Regions from separate parts of the Mus musculus genome. Here regions 1, 3 and 4 are each linked to region 2. Evidence: chromatin contacts called from public HiChIP or PLAC-seq data. All regions are on one chromosome and are shown on one strand. The core of a region is the stretch at or near the end of the contact, and the rest is flanking DNA. Distances in the headings are between cores, read along the strand shown.

Region 1 (2,700 bases), core at 85-2,584, 290 kb after region 2:
ACACACACACACACACACACACACACACACACACACATTTTCTTGTTTAGACAGGGTCTCACTATGTAGCTTTGCCTGTACTGGAACTTGCTGTATAGACCAGGCTGGCCTCAAACTTACAGAGATCCATCTGCCTGTTTCCCAAGTGCTGAGATTAAAAGATTAAAACTCTTGCTGGGCTATGTGCTATTTTCTACAAAGCACACCCGGATTCTGGGTATTGTTCTGTGTCAGTTGACTCCCTAGGTAACTGGGGATTTTAGGTAGCAGGCTGTTCAAACTGTAAGACTCTAGGGCCTGGGAATGTGGTGTGGTAGGGAGCATGCTTGACTTTGAATTCAGTGCTTAGCAGCAGCAACAACAACCAACAAACCCAATAAAACAAACAAACAAACAAACAAACAAACAAAAACTGAATGAATGAATGAATGAATGAACTAGAAATCTCAGGGAGATCCTTTTTTTTATAAAGATGAGAGTACACTGTTGCTGTCTTGCTGTCTTCAGACACACCAGAAGAGGGCATCAGATCTCATTACAGTAGTTGTGAGCCACCATGTGGTTGCTGGGACTTGAACTCAGGACCACTGGAAGAGCAGCCAGCCAGTGTTCTTAACCATTGAACCATCTCTCCAGCCTCAGGGAGATCTTTAAAAATATACGAAGTGCACTTTTATTGGATTTTGATTTATATTTCACAGTCTCCTAATTTCTCTTGATTTGGAATTCTCCTTTTGAGATTAGTCATTTTTGGCAAATGGGCACACCATTTGGAGATGTACAGCTAATTATATAATATATGGTGTGTGTTGAGTGTGCTAAGCCCTGGACGGATGTTTTAAGTTCATCTGTAGCAACTCTATGAGGAAAGGAGAATTGTCTCCATTTTACAAATAAGGAGACTTAGACCCAGGTACTTGAGTAACTTGCCCAGAGAAGAGCCCACATGCCCAGCCTCTTCCTTCTCCCCTTCTGAGATAACTCAAGCGTAATTGTACAACTTGTAGAGGGGCAGGGAAAAAGCCTGCAACCAATGAAATCTTAGCTTGATTATATGCTAACCGCAAAGAGCATGAAAGGCACTTTGGGGCGGGGCGAGGGGGGGGTTGACTTCATCCTATGCCAAACATATACCAGCTCCGATGGAATCGGAATTAAAGGCATTACAAAGCATTCTGGTGTACTGGTTGCTTTTGTGCCTGCTGAAAAGCAAGGAAAGCGTCATTTTGGCTCACAGTTTGAGGGTGCATTCCGTGGTGGTGGGAGGGCTCGGTGCAAGGGAGGCTCAGGAGCTTGAGGTAGCAGGTCACGTGTCTGCAGTCACGTATCCGTGACTGGCACATAGCTGGCTGGTTTCCTACTTTTACTCAGTCTGAAAGCCTAGCCCGTGGATGACGCCACCCACATTCAGGGTGGGTCTTCCCTCCTTAACCTACTCTAAAACTTTAGGTGATTCTAAATCTAGTTCCAAGTTGTCAGCAAAGATGATCTCTCCCGGTAGGAGCACAGAGAAGATGGGGGGTTTTCAAAGTTCACATCGGTGTTATGTTGTAGGCTTTGGAATCTGGAGTCCTGCCTTTGGATCCCCATCTGTGGGAGTGTCTGTGATCACTCCCATCTTGGCAGGGCTCCTGGGGCTCATAAAAGGAACATAAAGATGACTCAGCTGTTGTGAGGGTACAGTGAGACAAAATGCATTTCGCTGGTCTATGGAGATAGCACTCACGGTGGTATTTTAGCTGTTAGGGTCGAGGAATGCATTAGGAATGCATTGAGCAGAAGGTGGTGGTAGAACCATGTTTTCGTTGGATGGGATTTCCACACCCAGAGAGTTACGCAGGAGAGAGTTCAGGGGAAGGGGAGGAAATATCTTAGCAAAATGTAGTAGTGGGGTGGCAGAAGGTCATAGTATGGTGGAGTTCACATGAAGCAGGGGTAGAGAAAGCTAGCCTGGCAGATTGGGGACCAGTCATTGGGGACATTATCTTTATCATTGCTCCCTTAGACCGGTTACTCCAATCATTTCCTATGTCAAATGCTCATCACCGAGGAAAAAGAGTTGCCTTGGTCGTGGTGTCTATTCACAGCAGTAAAAGTCTAACTAGGACAGGGTGGGAGCATAAAACAACCTTTGGGGTACTCAAAATTTGACAACTCTTGTAATAATTATTTTTTTCTCATCCTATAAAGATTGGAGTGTGTGTGTGTGTGTGTGTGTGTGTGTGTGTGTGTGTGCGCTGAACCCAGAACTTTGGACTTGCTAAGCACATATGTGCTCTGAGACCGAGACACACCCCTAGGCTAGAGTTGTAGTAGAATATCATACATGTATGTAATGGCAATAAAGATACATTTGTTGGGAGAACATACCTCTTTTTCCTAAGTGATGAGCATTTGACATAGGAAATGATTGGAGTAACTGGTCTAAGGAAGCAATGATAAAGACAATGTTGAATAGGTAGGTGCACAGCGAACACATGTGCAGGGGGTTGGTTTGGTTTTATTAACCTAGGATTTTGATTTGAGAACGACCACTCCAGATTGTATTTGAATAAGCCTGCAAGAAGCAGAGAGCAGTCCAGGTGGAAGCGAGGAGGCCTTGAGCCCTGCAGTAGTTATTAGAAAGGTTTGAAGGAGAATTCCCAGGAAGGGTAAGCAGCCAAGGACTTGGTAGCATGCATGGCTGGGCTTGGATTAGAA
Region 2 (2,775 bases), core at 154-2,653:
CACAGCAGCCTAGGACCAGAAGGCTCAAATCCCCACCATCCTGCCTCACAAGAAGGAACTGAGCAGCGAATCTGCGGTTGTGGCTGGAAAGATCCCAATGTCACCAGGAAAGCCATGGCCTGCAGGGGAACAGAGAGGCAGTGCCAGAGACTGGGAAGGTATCTCTTGGGGACAGTTGGCCCTGGAGAACAGGGAGAGGATTAATCTGGGAAAGGGTTTGGGAGCTGAGACAGTGCACTTCCTGGGGAGGCACCTCTGTCCACAACTCGGTTCTCAGCCAGGGCTGAGGTCTGTGCCCTCCTATGTCAGACCAAGCTCAAACGGATGCAGGCCCACTCCCCAACGGTTAAGCCCTTTAGCTCTGGAGGTGGACACAAGACATGATGTGTAAAGTACTCCCTTCTATAGGAACACTGCCCAGCCTTGGGCCTCTTCTATGCAAGGGTATCCTGGCACATTTGAACAACCGCCCTCCATACAAGCAGCTGGCCATCATGGCCAGGGCAGGAGCCTGGGGCAGGATTCACAGGCAGGTCAGAGAGAGTCAGAGAAGAGCCCACAAGAGTCCAGCTGCGACCTAGTCTTTGGCGACACCAAGGAGGTTGGATGTTCCGGTGACCCTCGGTATTCTTTCTGGTGGGTTATTAATCCAAGGGGGTCTAGGATGGGTATTAGCCGAGTGTATGAGAGGGCCTGGCTGATCCAGAAGAAACAGGGAACCTGCTGCATGTTTGCTGCAGAGGCTGGGGTGGAGGTGGCAAGTCAGTGCCACCTGGGAGGTCATCAGGAAGGACAACAGGCTGCAGGGTCCCTGGGGCTATGAGTCAAAGACTGTGATGAGGTGATGGGAGGAAGCTGCATTTCTACAACCAGGCCCCTTCGGTCCTCTAGAGCTTCCTGGGTACCCCATACACAAGGAAGCCCAGGAGGAGTGCAGGGGAAGGCACCGCAGGGGTTCTGAGTACAGAGGGAAGGCAGAGTGCCAGTGGGTTTGGAAAAGGAGTTGGGAAAGTAATAAGGGACAAAGACGGGTCGCAGAAGTCAGAGCAGGGCAACCCTGGGGCAGCTGGTGCCCTGACAGAGCAGCTGGAGCCGAGAAGTGAGGCAGCTCTTCAGGATGAGGGTAGTCACCTCATGTCCAATCCCCACCTGGACTCCTCAACTCCTCTGTCTCTTCCTCGCCTGAGCCTTGCACTTCCCCTGTCTGGGGTCCCGGAGTTTCTGCTCAAGTCCAGGAGCCCCTCCGCTAGCTCTTGTGCCCGCAGAACACCGCAGCGTCCCCCTCCCATTTGTCACCGGGGTTCCCAGGGCTCACCTGAGGGCGGGGGCCGGCCCTGCCCACCGCCCCGAGCAGCAGGAGCGCCAGGCGCAGGAGGCTTGGGGTGCTGGCCATGGCTGGGCGCTCAGGACTGGGTCATAGCTGCCACCTGCGGAACCGCGCGCCGCGACTGATCCCTGCCGGGCTGCGGGGGGAGGAGCTGGCGTGGGGCCGCCCCGCCCGTCCGCAGGAGGGATCGGGCGGGGTCCCTGTCCTCTTCCGCCTGGGTTTCAGGAGGCCCGGGGCCAGACCGGCCTCCAGCGTCCCGGGCCAGGAGATGTTCGGCGCTGTGCTCCCCGCGGGCTCCACTCAGGTTTAAGAGCCGCAGGAGCGGAGCTTCTAGCTCTGAGCGCCTGTGGTGCCTGCGCCTGGCCAGCTCGCTGCGACCAGTGGAGCCCGCCTCCCACCCCCGCACCCCGATCTCCTCCTGGCTCCCCCTCAACTAAGGAAAGCCACGCCCCCACCGAGTCAGTGCTTCCAAAAGGAAACTGAGGCCAGGAAAGGTGTAGGATTGGTACAAGGTCATAGTGTTGGTCAGACTTCTGGAAAGTATCCCACAAGCTGCTAGTTACTAGGGAAGAAAGATCGGACTAGTTGGGTGCCACCTACTTCCCCAATCCTCTCCTCATCCCAAGCCCAGCCTTCTGGGCCTGCACAGCAGTCAAGGTGGTAGGGATCAGGACAAGAGATCCCAGAAGAGTCCTTAGGGTCCTTTCTATCTAAAACTTTAGAAATTGCAGGGTGAAGAGGGTTGAGGCTGGATTCTGTTTTTCTAGAACTTTCCAAATGTTCCCTGTCCACCCCTTGCTGTCCCTGGGCCTGCTACAATGTGTGCCCTGACTAGCTTACCCTATGCACTTCAGTCTGTCTTCCTACACCACACCTTTGCCCTTGGCTGCAGTACAGGTCGGGAGAGCTCCAGACTCCTACCTCTTCTGTGAGTTAATAAGTGGGACAGGCAAGCCGAGGTGTACCACTAACCTCTTGAGGAAGGCAAGAGGATGCACCCCCCCCCCACCATGAACTAGTATAAGGAAGTTGGGTGTGGCTCTACTCAGCCCTGGACCTGCCTAGGGCTAGTCTGGACCATTCTGGAAGAGAAGAGAGATTGGATGCATAGCTGCAACTCTTAGAGATTACAGAACTTCCCAAAGTCCTGCAGGAAGTGGGTCTATACATCCAGTGCTCAATCCCGCGGAGGGAGACAGCCAAGAGAGGTGCGGAGCGCGCTCCACTCAGAGAGAGAAGCTCCCTTCTGGTGAGCTCTGCCTTTGAGTCCCTTGTTTTAGCCCCAGCCTGAGGTCAAGCAGGTTCCCCCTGTGTGCCACACAGGCTTGGCTGTTTAGCTGTCAGGACCATCCATCCAAATAAATGATCTAACTAGGGCTTTTACGGAAAGCAAAGCTGGAACTTCAGCCCAGGTTGGAGTGAGTAGCCATTCTCTGCTCATCAAGGTC
Region 3 (2,790 bases), core at 180-2,679, 400 kb after region 2:
AGTCTCCAAGCCTGTGAGCGTGTGGATGGATAAGAAAACAGCAGCAGTAAGGAACTCCACTGTGTAAGTGTGAGAGGACAAGACGCTGGAAGGACAGTGGAAGAAGCCAGAGTGGACACACCTTTGTTGTGCGTGGCAGTCACTTCCTGTCCTGCTTGCTTTGAGGACAGTATTCTGGGGGGATGTTGGTTGATGTTAGTTCAGAACTAGGCTTGTGTACCTTCAGACGTCACCCACACTGCCTGGCAGTGATTGCTTTGACCTTTAATATTTATAGCTGGAGTGGCCCAATGTACCCTATGCACTTGTCTAATTATTCCTGGGCCTGCCTTTACACTTCTGTAGGTAATACTTGTCACGTAGCAGAGTCCTCTTAACCCTCTCATCGTCCTTGAATGTAGCTGCCTGAATATTAGATTTTTCTGGAAAACTCTCTTAATATTGCTGCCCCCTCCCCCATTATTAAAGGGAGATAGGAGGAAACAAGGTTTTTAATTATTTCACCTTACAGGAATGTGTTTAAAGAGAATGATGCATACCAGTCTCATGGTTAATAAGATGATCAGTGCTTTCTTGGTGATGATTATAAATGGTACACGTCCCCAGCTCAGGGTGCTCTCTCTGGATGCAAGGTCAGCTCAGGGGAGAGTAGACCAGCAATAAAACCAGATTACTTGTCGGCTGCCAGACGTTCTGGGCAGAGTGCCAGACTTGGTTCACCTTCTGAACATTCATCTCCCAGTATGAAAATAGAGGGCTCGGTCCCTGCAAGGAATGGCAGCAATGGGACACTTGGGCTCCTTCAGTCCAGTGCTGCTGAGGACAGTGGGGAGCGGTCAGTGTGGGCTCGGTGTCTCTGACCTCATTCAAGAATGGCAGGGTTTTTCTTCATTATGCTTCAAATTATAATTTCATAAGTTAATAATTGTTCCAAATAACGTGGGTCACATGTACACATGACTACATTCTGCCTGGTGGGAAGCTATAGGTTTAATTTTGGGTAGTCATAGAAATTCTCTGCACATTATAAAGCTATTAGGACATAACAGCTGTTTTAGATCATTTCACCCTGCAAAAGAAATGCAATGCAGACTAAAATGATCAGTAATTATGTATTTTGAAAGCTAAACCTCCAGTTATAGAAAGAGCTCATTTACACATTAGATACTGATAAAAACTACAGAATTCTGTGAGTTTCAAAGTTAGTGTTATCTCCTGTCTAAGACTAGGAAAGCAAATCTGTGCCAAGGAACATCTTTCGTCCTTTGAAGTCTCCTTTGTGTTGCCCATTGTAACCGTGGAGTTGCAAATCAACAGTAGAGAAAAGCTGCTTGATATTTTTCTAAAGGAAAGCACTGAGGGACTGTTTGAGGAGTAGGACGTGGGGTTTATTTTGTGTCTGTTGATCAGCGCCTACCATCTGCCTTGCAGTTAATGTTGTAGACGCGTGCATGCGGCTCCTGGTTCTGAACAGATGACGCGCATGGCTTGTTGAGATGGCTGTGCTTTCTGTGTGTGTGTGTGTGTGTGTGTGTGTATACCTAGGGTGCTTAAAATCACACTGGAAGTGTGAAGCACATAATGAGGCTCCACTCTGGGCTCATTTGCATATTCAGCTCCCATACCCAAAACAAAGGATCAGTGGCTGGCGCTCATTTCTTTCTGCCCTCAGATCAGCTCTAACCAGCTGTCAGCAGATAGTTTGATTAAACACTTTTCTCTGTTAGAGAACTTTGGGGCACATTCTATGTGTAAACATAGATTGATTTCAAGGGACAAATTTTCAGTGCGATTCATGGATGTATCATGCCATAAGCTGCAAAACAAAAATATTTTTCTGTAAGTTTCCTTTTTACCATTGATTCTCTAGGGTGAGAGCAAGATTCCAATTCATGATTTTTGGCTGAAATCAAGGTGGTAGATGATGTATAAGCCTAGTTTAAAGAAACCAAGTAAATTTAAGGTATGGATTCATAAATTCGACTATTTCAGGAGATTTTTAAAATTTGTAATCACTTTAAAATATGACAATAGAAATTTTACTTATCTTTGACATGTTCACTAGAACATATAGTATAGTTATCTTTTTTCTAAATATAGTTATGCATAAATGTGTTATTTGTAAAAATGTTATTTAGTGGCCAAAAATATTTGGAAAGCTGTCCAAACATCAGAAATGTCAGCCATCAGAGAAATGGATCTTAAAACTGCTTTGAGATTCCATCTCACCTCAGTCAGAATTGCTTCATCAAGACATGACTGTAGGGCAGTCCTCATATACTGCTAGTGGGGGTATAAGCTGGCACAAACATGGAAGTCAGAGAAGTTTCCTTAGACAACAAAAACTAGCCCATGCTCCAGCTAAAATACTTCTAGATAGGCCCCGAAAGACTCACAGTGCACACACCACACACCTGATGTTCCTATTTGCTGCTGCATTCAAATGCAACAGCTAAGAATGGACCAACCAGCAGATGAATGGACAAGAAAATGTGGTACCTAATACAGTGGAGCTCCATTCTCTCATAAAGAGTGAAGTCATGACATCTGCAGAAAAGTGTGTGCAACCAGAAGTCATGTTAAACAAGCTAGAGTCAGACAAATATTGTCCTTCCTTATTCTCTCATACCTAATCTTACGTATGTGTGTAGGACATTGAAGTAGAGAGGGGCCATGAATGGAGGACAATCTCTTCAGGGAAAGGAGGAGGAGGAGGAGGAGGAGGAGGAGGAGGAGGAGGAGGAAGAAGAGGAAGAGATGGCTCTGGAGTACATGTAACATGAAAGCACA
Region 4 (2,700 bases), core at 129-2,628, 450 kb after region 2:
GCGGGATCAGAAGCATTTTGTATTAGCTTGAGGGAGCTGCTTCCTGCCACCTCAGGAAAACTATTTGGCTCTAGAAAACTGTTGACACACAGAAAGAGAGTACCGGATACTTTATGACCCTAACTTGCTGTTACAATGCTCACAGGTTGTGTAACAGAAGAGTGTCCCGTGATTTTTATGATCTTGTTTAAATTTGAACGTTTAGGAGTCAGTTGTCAGTTTCTACTGCAGAAGGCCAGCCACTGGCCTGGGACTGGAGGGATCCACTCGCTTCTCCTGAAGCCCTGAACCCGTGTGAGGCTCTGTCTGTCTCCTGTCCCTCAGAGCTTGTCTTAGAAGGAACAAATGAGATTTGAATAAAGAGGTTTAAATTTTGTGAGGGAAAAGTAACAGTGGGAAGATAGTATGACATGATAAATGTGACGAGATAAGCACTCGTGTTAAAAATAAATAAATAGGGCTGGTGAGATGGCTCAGTGGGTAAGAGCACCCGACTGCTCTTCCGAAGGTCCAGAGTTCAAATCCCAGCAACCACATGGTGGCTCACAACCATCCGTAACGAGATCTGACGCCCTCTTCTGGAGTGTCTGAAGACAGCTACAATGTACTTCCATATAATAAATAAATAAATCTTTAAAAAAAAAAAATTAAATAAATAAATGAATAAATAAATAAATAAATAAAGGCGCTCATGTTACTCCCTTTGTTCAGTGTGAAAAGAATGGAACAGTGGCCTCTGAGACTTGCATTTTGAACACTTGGCCACTGGAGGGCGCTATGCCACTGCAAACCACTTTTTTCAAGGGAGAAGTCATCAACTCTCATTTTTCTTCAAAGATAAAGGATTCATATTCTTGTAATACTGAATCCGTTCATACTTAACATTCAGCCTTTAGCTGTGGAAACTTGTTTGAATGACAGTAATGGCTTCATTTCAAGTTATTTAAATGTTTAATGCTGTGTAATTTACACAAATGTGTATAATCCTTTATTTAACTAGATGAAAATAATATACTGTTAACATTGTTTTTTAGCATTAATTAATGTGACTAATTATAACAAAAACCACTAAATCAGTTTCATTGCATGATCAGACTACAGAGAGGCTTCCGTCAAGCCCAGGCTGGCACAAGTCAATGCTGTCCTCAGCCCTGCCCCCTCCCCCCCATTCCACACTCTGTTTTTATTTTAAATTTGCATTCAGTGTAACTACGGCTACACTAGGTTAACTGGAGGTCCTTTTCTGCTAAAACTCATTCTTTCAATGAAGGAGGTTCATAGTACTGTTCTTCTTAAATGAAAATTACTCTCAGTATTTAAACAGAGAGAAGGAATGTCCCATGTGACAGCCCTTATCCTGGCACCTGCAAGACGAATGAGAACTCTCTTTTCTCAGGCATCCTGCCGGAGGACCCTGTGAGCCCAGCCCATGCCACCATTGACTCTCAGTAGTCAGCAAAGCAAATGCCCCGCTGTTCTCCAAGCTCTGACTGCTCTCAGAAATCAGATGAGTCCAAGTCAAAACCAGACGACAGGTTTGTGGCAGCTGGCTTGCACTGCTGTGATGTGTTCCACCAAAACTGCCCATTACAGCCCTCTGTCTGTAGACACAAGTCATTCTTTCTCAGTAAACACTGTTTCTGCAGGTGCTGGAGAAAGAAACTTTTGCTCTCTCAAAATAATTGTTAGCTCGAAACAAGCTATCTTACTTTCCTAAACTCTGGAGATTTTGTTCATAATTCGAAGAAATTTTAAGCGCTAAAGTACATAAATATCTCCTTATTTTTAGATAAAATTCTACATTTAAATTGTTTAGGTTTTCCAAAATCCTATAAACAAGGTTCATCAACTGTTTATCATACTTTTATATCATTGTAATTTTTATGTGCATGGCAATATTTTGGGAATGAAATTTTAAATGGAAAGCTTGAAAGGTGATTTTGTACGGAAAATGCAGTCTTTCAGCACACTGAGGGTTAACAGGTTTTTAATGAATTCATGTTTGTGTACATTGTAATTTTCCTTACCATACTATAAGTATTACGTTGTTTGTGTGCTGTGTGTTTGTGTACCTGTGCACACACAAGCTCTCCCACAAAGTATCATTGTCCGGTGTCACCGCTAATTGAACCACAGTGTGCTGGCTCTCGGGTAGAAGCTGAGGAGCTTCTGAAGGAGGCTGCTGGAGAGTGAGTGATGCAGGGTTTAGATTATGTTACCTCCCTCCTCTGCTCCTGGAGCTCTTCTCTGCATTTGATCCTTGCACACACTGTCTTAGTAGGTGGACGTGTCAGCCCCCTTTTACTGCTGGAAATGGAGGGTACAGCTCCAGTCTCCTGCTCCTGTAACTGTCAGCCCTCCCACCATCTTCCTCCTGTAAAAGGTGCCCGCCCACCGGCTGAATGGCAACAGATACTGGAGGCCTGGTGGGGTCTCTGGTGGGAAGTCTGGCCTTTGTTTCTCTCTGCCTTACACATTGCCTTAGGCTGTTCTGTGTGTGGGTTTTCCTCTAAATGAGATCTGGTTATTCTTTTCCCATGTTATCCATGACAAAGCAAGCAGTGAAGGAATTTTACTTTAGTGGGAATTTAACCCTGACCAAAAAGCTTCTTTCATGATAGTCTTACCCTCCCCATAGTTTGGAAAGTAGTCTCTCAACATGAAAGACAATAAACAGGATTGAAAATGGAACCGGACAGA

What was found. HiChIP or PLAC-seq counts read pairs in DNA pulled down with a chosen protein or histone mark.
Region 1: a contact with region 2 is called in an H3K4me3 HiChIP or PLAC-seq map of embryonic stem cells, with 5 times the contacts expected there. The contact joins the enhancer-like site here to the promoter of Glp1r in region 2. A contact is called at or near these places in 2 of 39 promoter capture datasets (the 3T3-L1 cell line and embryonic stem cells), 1 of 484 Hi-C or Micro-C datasets (the N1E-115 cell line) and 3 of 115 datasets of contacts at active chromatin or transcription factors (all in embryonic stem cells).
Region 3: an H3K4me3 HiChIP or PLAC-seq map of embryonic basal ganglia shows a contact between it and region 2, with 4 times the contacts expected there. The contact joins the enhancer-like site here to the promoter of Glp1r in region 2. A contact is called at or near these places in 3 of 39 promoter capture datasets (the HPC-7 cell line, cranial neural crest and embryonic stem cells) and 4 of 115 datasets of contacts at active chromatin or transcription factors (embryonic basal ganglia, embryonic stem cells and neural progenitor cells).
Region 4: an H3K27ac HiChIP or PLAC-seq map of neural progenitor cells shows a contact between it and region 2, with 11 times the contacts expected there. The contact joins the enhancer-like site here to the promoter of Glp1r in region 2. A contact is called at or near these places in 9 of 39 promoter capture datasets (3T3-L1-derived adipocytes, the SN4741 cell line, cancer-associated fibroblasts and 5 more), 2 of 15 datasets of contacts at CTCF or cohesin (embryonic stem cells and stem cell-derived epiblast-like cells), 46 of 484 Hi-C or Micro-C datasets (2-cell embryo, the C2C12 cell line, CD4 single positive thymocytes and 27 more), 11 of 115 datasets of contacts at active chromatin or transcription factors (the HPC-7 cell line, the SCID.adh cell line, differentiating embryonic stem cells and 4 more) and 1 of 9 other capture datasets (embryonic stem cells).

Annotation. Positions count from the first base shown.
Region 1 is chr17:30,608,420-30,611,119 of GRCm38.p6, reverse strand. All of the region lies in intron 1 of Glo1 (glyoxalase 1), which reads left to right. Among named protein-coding and RNA genes, the nearest start is that of Glo1, 2.9 kb to the left of the region's middle. Within about 2 kb of position 1,334, at least 56 of the 459 cell types and tissues checked have an H3K27ac peak or open chromatin away from gene starts, as enhancers often do. A contact at or near this core is called in embryonic stem cells, where this site is marked.
Region 2 is chr17:30,900,495-30,903,269 of GRCm38.p6, reverse strand. Glp1r (glucagon-like peptide 1 receptor) reads right to left here and starts at 1,403. Exons shown (of 13, transcript NM_021332.2): 1 at 1,316-1,403. The coding sequence starts at 1,393.
Region 3 is chr17:30,496,445-30,499,234 of GRCm38.p6, reverse strand. All of the region lies in intron 6 of Btbd9 (BTB (POZ) domain containing 9), which reads left to right. Among named protein-coding and RNA genes, the nearest start is that of Btbd9, 78 kb to the left of the region's middle. Within about 2 kb of position 1,429, at least 42 of the 459 cell types and tissues checked have an H3K27ac peak or open chromatin away from gene starts, as enhancers often do. A contact at or near this core is called in embryonic basal ganglia and neural progenitor cells, where this site is marked.
Region 4 is chr17:30,453,114-30,455,813 of GRCm38.p6, reverse strand. All of the region lies in intron 6 of Btbd9 (BTB (POZ) domain containing 9), which reads left to right. Among named protein-coding and RNA genes, the nearest start is that of Btbd9, 120 kb to the left of the region's middle. Within about 2 kb of position 1,378, at least 11 of the 459 cell types and tissues checked have an H3K27ac peak or open chromatin away from gene starts, as enhancers often do. A contact at or near this core is called in the G1E-ER4 cell line, the SCID.adh cell line and neural progenitor cells, where this site is marked.